2 separate regions of the Ovis aries genome follow, and region 2 is linked to region 1. The links are chromatin contacts, called in public Hi-C maps. All regions are on one chromosome and are shown on one strand. Each heading gives the region's core, a stretch centred on a gene start, on an enhancer-like site or on the middle of the called end of the contact. The rest is flanking DNA. Distances are from core to core; before and after follow the strand shown. Region 1 holds the start of STK24 (serine/threonine kinase 24). Region 2 has its middle 15 kb from the start of TRNAC-ACA.

What was found. Hi-C and Micro-C count contacts between places; a contact is called where the count stands out from the background.
Region 2: a contact with region 1 is called in a Hi-C map of hypothalamus, with 2.8 times the contacts expected there. The contact joins the enhancer-like site here to the promoter of STK24 in region 1. A contact is called at or near these places in 10 of 16 Hi-C or Micro-C datasets (blood, hypothalamus, liver and 4 more).

The regions. Positions count from the first base shown.
Region 1 is chr10:74,892,420-74,895,399 of ARS-UI_Ramb_v3.0, reverse strand. STK24 (serine/threonine kinase 24) reads left to right here and starts at 1,668. Exons shown (of 11, transcript XM_012184878.4): 1 at 1,668-2,071. The coding sequence starts at 2,030. LOC121820461 (a long non-coding RNA gene) reads right to left here and starts at 1,552. Exons shown (of 2, transcript XR_006061002.2): 1 at 1,452-1,552; 2 at 56-803.
Region 2 is chr10:74,939,500-74,942,499 of ARS-UI_Ramb_v3.0, reverse strand. No RefSeq gene overlaps it. Among named protein-coding and RNA genes, the nearest start is that of TRNAC-ACA, 15 kb to the left of the region's middle. Within about 2 kb of position 1,534, at least 35 of the 54 cell types and tissues checked have an H3K27ac peak or open chromatin away from gene starts, as enhancers often do. A contact at or near this core is called in hypothalamus, liver and tail adipose tissue, where this site is marked.

The DNA of each region.
Region 1 (2,980 bases), core at 419-2,918:
GTGTTAGTAAATATTGAAGTACATCACTTTAAATGACTGTATGACTATATTATCATTTAAGTAAGTCTCAGACTTTTAATCGGTTCCCAATTTTACCACCATCATAAATATCACCACATTGCATTTTTTATATCCATTCTTCTGCACTTCTCCGTTGTTTCCTTAGGAAAATGCCTGGGTTAAAGATGAACATTTTTTAATATTCACACGCTTGTCTGATCTGCCGTCTGTCTCTTTATGTACGCTTTTTGTGTGTGTGTACACAAAATTTACACAAGCCGGTGAGCGCCCTAAGCATCAGGGTTCATGCTTTTTTTTTAAAGTTTGTATTTGCTCTATTCTCTTCACAGTATTTGGGGGTGGCAGGGTTTCAGGGCTCAGTGACGGTCGCACACCAGGGACCACCGTGAGGTATCTGAAAGTATCCTGGAAGATGCTGAGGATACAAAACATGCATAATTTCCCAAAGGAAAGCGGGGAGTAGGTTTTTAAGTCATTGCTTATCTGATCCAGAGCACCGCAGGGAACTCTGAATCCAGTTGACACCTCTAAGAAACACCCCTCATTCGGTGGAGGGCTTTTCAACTTCTTCCAGCGGTCTGCGAACTCTATGGGCTAATTTTTGGAGGTCCAGCCTCACCCAGCCTTGGTGCAACGTCATTCACGGGCACGAATGTAGACGTCGGGGTCCTAGCAACCCCAGCTGCAGCCGGTCCCTTCAGGGGACTGCCGCTGTTGGTCGTTGTAAACAAACTACTACTTTCTGGAGGCAGCAGTGACTCACTCCTTCTTGCTTCTTTCCTCTGGAGTCGGAGGAGAGGTGACCAGAAGGTGGAGGCAGCCGAAAGAGCGGGAGAGAGGCAGGGGAAAGTCTAGACATCGTTTCCTTCCATTGTCTTCCCTTCCTCCTCGGCCCTCCCTGCCCGCTTCTCCCTTCTGGTGGGTGGACGTCCCCCGCCCCCACGCCTTGGTCCGGGGCCCAGAGACGATGGGGTTCAGCCCCCTCACTGTTTGTTGGCTAAGTTCACAGCTCCTAGTATTCCAAGTGCTTTCAAGCAGCCAAAGCACGGGAAACGAACCGCTTTCGGCCTCTCCCCTCCCGGAGGGCTTCCTCCTTGGGTTGGTTTGGAAACTTCACCCGGACACCGAAGAAGCTCCGCCCCGGTAGTTTTGAACCGGCCGCTGGCCGAGGCCCCCGCCGGGTCCCCAGGCTCTGCCCTCGGGGAAGTGGCCTGGGGCCCGTCGCCAGGCCGAGAGGGGTGGGCTTCTTTGGAAGGCAAGCCCAGATCCCCCGGGGCGTCCGACCGGCCCGGGCCTGCAGGGCGGGGTGGGCGCATGGCCCATCCCTGACTCCGAAGACCCGCGCCCTCCCATCTCACCACCGGGGGGGACCCCTGCCCCCCGCTAACTGAGGCCCCTAGCCCCGCACCCGCCCGCGCGTCCCCCTCCACCTGGTCTAGCCCGCGGGAGCCGCGCGGACCTCTACCCGGCCCGGCCCGGCGGCGGCGCGGACCGCTGCGGCCTAGGGCGCCGGGCGGCCGCGAGCCTCCTCCCCCTCCCGGAAGCGCGGGGCGGGGTCCCCGGCCCGGCCGCGGGGGCGGGCGCGGGGGCCGGGCCGGGGCGGGGCGCGCTCGGCGCTCGCGGGCTCGGCCGGCGGTGCGCGCCCCACTCCAGCTCCAGGCGCCAGCGCGCGGGCCCAGGCCGCCCGGTTCCAGTCCAGCAGCAGCGGCGGCGGCGGCGGCGGCGGCAGCAGCAGCAGCAGGGCGGCCGCTCGTAGGGAGGCCCCGCGCTCCTCGCAGCCCGTCCCCGGCGCGGTGCATGGAGACGAGGCCCGCCACCCGCCCCTGAGCCCGCCGCCCGGCCCAGGACCCACGGGGGGCTAGGGTGGCCTCGGGCTCCGGCCGGCCGGCCCCCCATCTCCCGCCCCCGGCCGCCCGAGGAGGGCTGCGCGCGGCCCGCGGGCCTCGTCGCCCGCGCGGATCGCCGCGGCCCGGCCGTCCCGTCCCAGGAAGTGGCCGTCCTGACCGCCATGGCTCACTCCCCGGTGCAGTCGGGCCTGCCCGGCATGCAGGTACAGGCAGGAACCGGGCCGCCGAGGGGCGGGAGGGATGCGCGGGCCGGGGCGGAAGCGGGGAACTTGGCGGTGTAAACACGGCCGCTCCCCCAACCCCCAGTTCCCCCGAACGCTGCCCCTTCCGGGGTCGCGCCGGCCTCCCGCGCCGCGCTCGCCGCCTCCGGGGCGTCCTGCCCGGCCCCGCGGCCCGGGTCTCGCGGGTGGGGTGGGGGTCGTGAAGGGACCTGGGGGGCCGCGGCCCGGAGGCGGCCCTCGCGGGCCGGGAGTCCCGGTGGTCCGGGGAGGGGAGAATGTGCGCTGCTGGCCCAGTCGCCCTCCTCGCGTCCCCCTCCCGAGCAGCAGGCCCCGCGCCGGCCCATCCCCTGGGAAGAAGTGATGTGGAGAAATGCCCTTGGAGGCCCGGCTCGTTCTCGGGGCCCGGGTGCGGGCTAGGGGTGGGCAGCGGTGGAGGCCCTTGTCCCTCCCCACCCCCCCTACCCCGGAGAGGGGGCCCCCGGGCGCGCCCCGGCTCGTCCCGGCCCGGCGGGTGGAGGAGACAGGGCGGGGAGAGGAAGGGGTAAGCGCCAGCTCCGCTTTCAGCGCGTTGCTCCGCGCGCTTCCTCCCGGTGCAGACGGACGGGAAGGTGCGAAGCCTGGAAGTCCGTTCTGGAAGGGAGGAATCGATCGGACAGCTTGCACTCGGACAGCGTGGGTCCCGGGACTCTGGGCTGGACTTGGAAACTCGATTGGATCCGACCACGGAGAGTCCCTTCCCACTAACCCTCTCCGTGGCTTCTTTGTGGCCTGTTGGCCTCCCAGCGGCTTAATAATTTTTTTCTGGAGTGGGGGCGAGGATGCATCAAAGAAAGTTTTTCGCCTTCGGGGATTATGTTTAGGCGTTTGAAAAATAAAAACCACCTTCCTCGG
Region 2 (3,000 bases), core at 285-2,784, 47 kb before region 1:
AGGCAGAGACACGAATCCTCCTATGGACCCGACGAAGGCAGTCGGGCCCAGAGGTCTGCAGCTTCTCTCCCAAAGTTTTCAGCTGCTGATTTTTTTGTAAGATTGATGTATTTATTTCCGGCTGTGCTGGGTCTTCATTGCCGTGTGGGGGCTTTTCTCTGTGGCGAGCGGGAGCCACTCTCTGGTTGCGCTCTGTGGGTCTCTCTCTGTGGCGGCTTCTCTTGTGGAGCGCCGGTTCTGGGGCTCAGTAGTTGCAGTTTCTGGCCTCTGGCGCACAGGCTCAGTAGTTGTGGTGCTTGTGGTGCATGAGGCTTAGTTCCACATGCTCCTTGGCATGTGGAATCTTCCCAGATCAGGGACAAAACACAGTCTCCTGCATTGGCAGGTGGATTCCTAACCACTGGCAGTGGTAGTTTAGTCCCTAAGTCGTGTCTGATTCTTGTGACCCCATGAATGGTAGCTCGCCAGGCTCCTCTGTCCATAGGATTTTCCAATCAAGAATGCTGGAGTTGCCATTTCCTTCTCCAGGGTATCTTCCCAACCCGGGGATCGAACCTGGGTCCAATACATTGCAGGCAGGTTCTTTACCAACCGAGCTGCCAGGGAAGCCCAGAGACCACCAGGGAAGTCCCCAGCTGCTGAATTTCTTACTTGTGGGTTTTGAATTGTAGGCAGAACATGCTCTATGAGCATCAAAATATTGAGCCTAAGTCTACAGGAAGGGAATTTTGTAAATGTCCCAAGATGGTTGCTGATGGCCCACGTGTTTTGAGTCCATCTCCCACCTGAGAGGCCGGGTGGCCGGTGAAAGTCCTAGGAATTGTGTCACTCCACGTGGCACCAAATCCCTTGCTACCTTGTCCCTGTGCAGCCTGCCCTTGGCTGTGGCTGTCCTCTGAGCAAAGCAGTGAAATCAAAGAGGCCCTTCCACTGCACAGGACATAATTACCTGTGACCCAAGATACTCCCCTCTTTTACTGCCAGCATTCTTTCCCCGAGTCACACCCCAGGACTCTCCGGAGTTGCAGCTGAATGAGCTTTAATCAGCGTCTTCTTTAGAGACGCAGAAGCACCTGGGAAGGCACTGCAGGGTGCGTCACACCTTAACCGGGTTGCTTTTAGCAAATGTCCACAGAGACCTCACAATTACGAAGCTTTGCCAGGAGGAGGTGAGGATTGAAGAAAGATGTGTTAAGAAAACAGTTGTTTTAGAGTTAGGCGTGTAAATGTGGGGAGAGGGGGCACCGGGGGGAGGGGTCTGTTAGGACATTGATGTGCAGTCCAGGAAGCCAGCCAGCTGTGTACGTCAGACTTGTAGGAGGTCAGGCCAGTAACTCTAGCAACCAGTCCAGGAAGCAATAATCATTCTAGCAGTTGGGAAAAAAAAAAAAAGGTGGGGGGGCCGGGACTCGCTTAACAACTGCCAGCTTCCCTAATTTTTGTTCTCACTTCCAACTCGCAGCCAACCGGAGAAAGCCAAACGTGGCCCCCAACCAATCACATAGGAGCTCCGCTCCTACTGGCCCGCCCCCAGCTTCCCACGGCCAGCAGCCTCCAATCAGGGAGGAGCCTTCCCTGTTCTCTGTATCTTTCCCACCCCTCTGCCTGCCCTTGAGTCTCTGCCAAAGGCAAGTGTTGGCTGCTGCCTCCCTTGCTACAGCAAGAGCTGACTTGATAGCCTCCCCGCTTTCTCTTTTCAGTTTCAATGAAAGTTGCTCTTTGCAACCCCTTGGACTACACAGTCCATGGAATTCTCCAGGCCAGAATACTGGAGTGGGTAGCCGTTCCCTTCTCCAGGGGGTTCTTCCCAACCCAGGGATGGAACCTAGGTCTCCTGCATTGCAGGTGGATTCTTTACCATCTGAGCCATCAGGGACACCCATTTGGTTGCTTTTTATTTCCACAAAGGTCAGACCAGCTGCTCAAGTTTCTGAAGAGAGAAGGCTCCGTCCGGGGTGGGGGATGGGTAGAGTGAGTGAGGGCAGTATCCGCCTCTCCTTCCAGCATAGGTGCCTCTGATGCATCCAGGGGGCTAGAGACGCTTTTGAGGACCAGGGACGTCGTCCGTGGTCACCACAGGCAAGGCTATGAAAGATATTTTGCCATGTGCCATCTTGGGCCTGAAGATCTTCTTTCCAGAATCCTCACTACCCTCCCCCATGGGCTGGCCACATCATCCCAGCCTGCCCACCCCAGGGGTGGAGAGGGGGGGAGATGATCAGATGGAGGTCTGGGGTGGTTTTCACTTATTTTGGAATCATCTCCCCCGTGTGGGTGCTCCAGTTACTGAGCCATCAAATCTGTGGGCATCATTTTAGAGTTTCAGGGGAAGTGACTCTCTGGCCCATCTCCTTTGGAAAGCAAACAAAATTCCCCCTGGAAGTCACCCTGCGGAGCTGTAGGCGGTGTGACAGGTGGCAGTACAGGCTGGGGGCGGAAAGGAGAATGCTATGAAAGACCATAACGGCATCAGCGGGGTTATGCTTGGCGACTGCTCGGGGTAATCTGATGGCTGATGCTAGCAATGATCAGATACAGAACACAGGCAGCCCGACCACCACCTTCAGGAAAGAATGAATCAGGTTCCCTGCTAACAGTGAATGAAACCTTGTGGAATAGAGTTTCATGTGCTTTTCCAGCTCTTCCTTCACAAAGTAGAATAACTTTCCATGAAAGTATTCAGAAGAGGTGTCCCCTCCCCTGCCTTCATCTTTATGCTTAAGCCTCAGGAAAAACACTCTTATCGCCTTAAAGCTGATTCTCCCATATTTTTGAGAATGTCAACTCAGCCATATCGGATGTTCTGGGAGTTATAAAGAAGCCTCCCTGAGCAGGCCCCAAAGTATCTGCACCCGTCAGAGACTAGATGAGACACTAAATGTCCTTGCTAACCCCAGCATTGTTCTTGTGTTGGACTGGTTTTGGTTTTGTTACTGTCCACAGACATCCGGTAGACATTACAGAATTAAAGCACTGGGATGAAAAGAAAGTGAAGTTGCT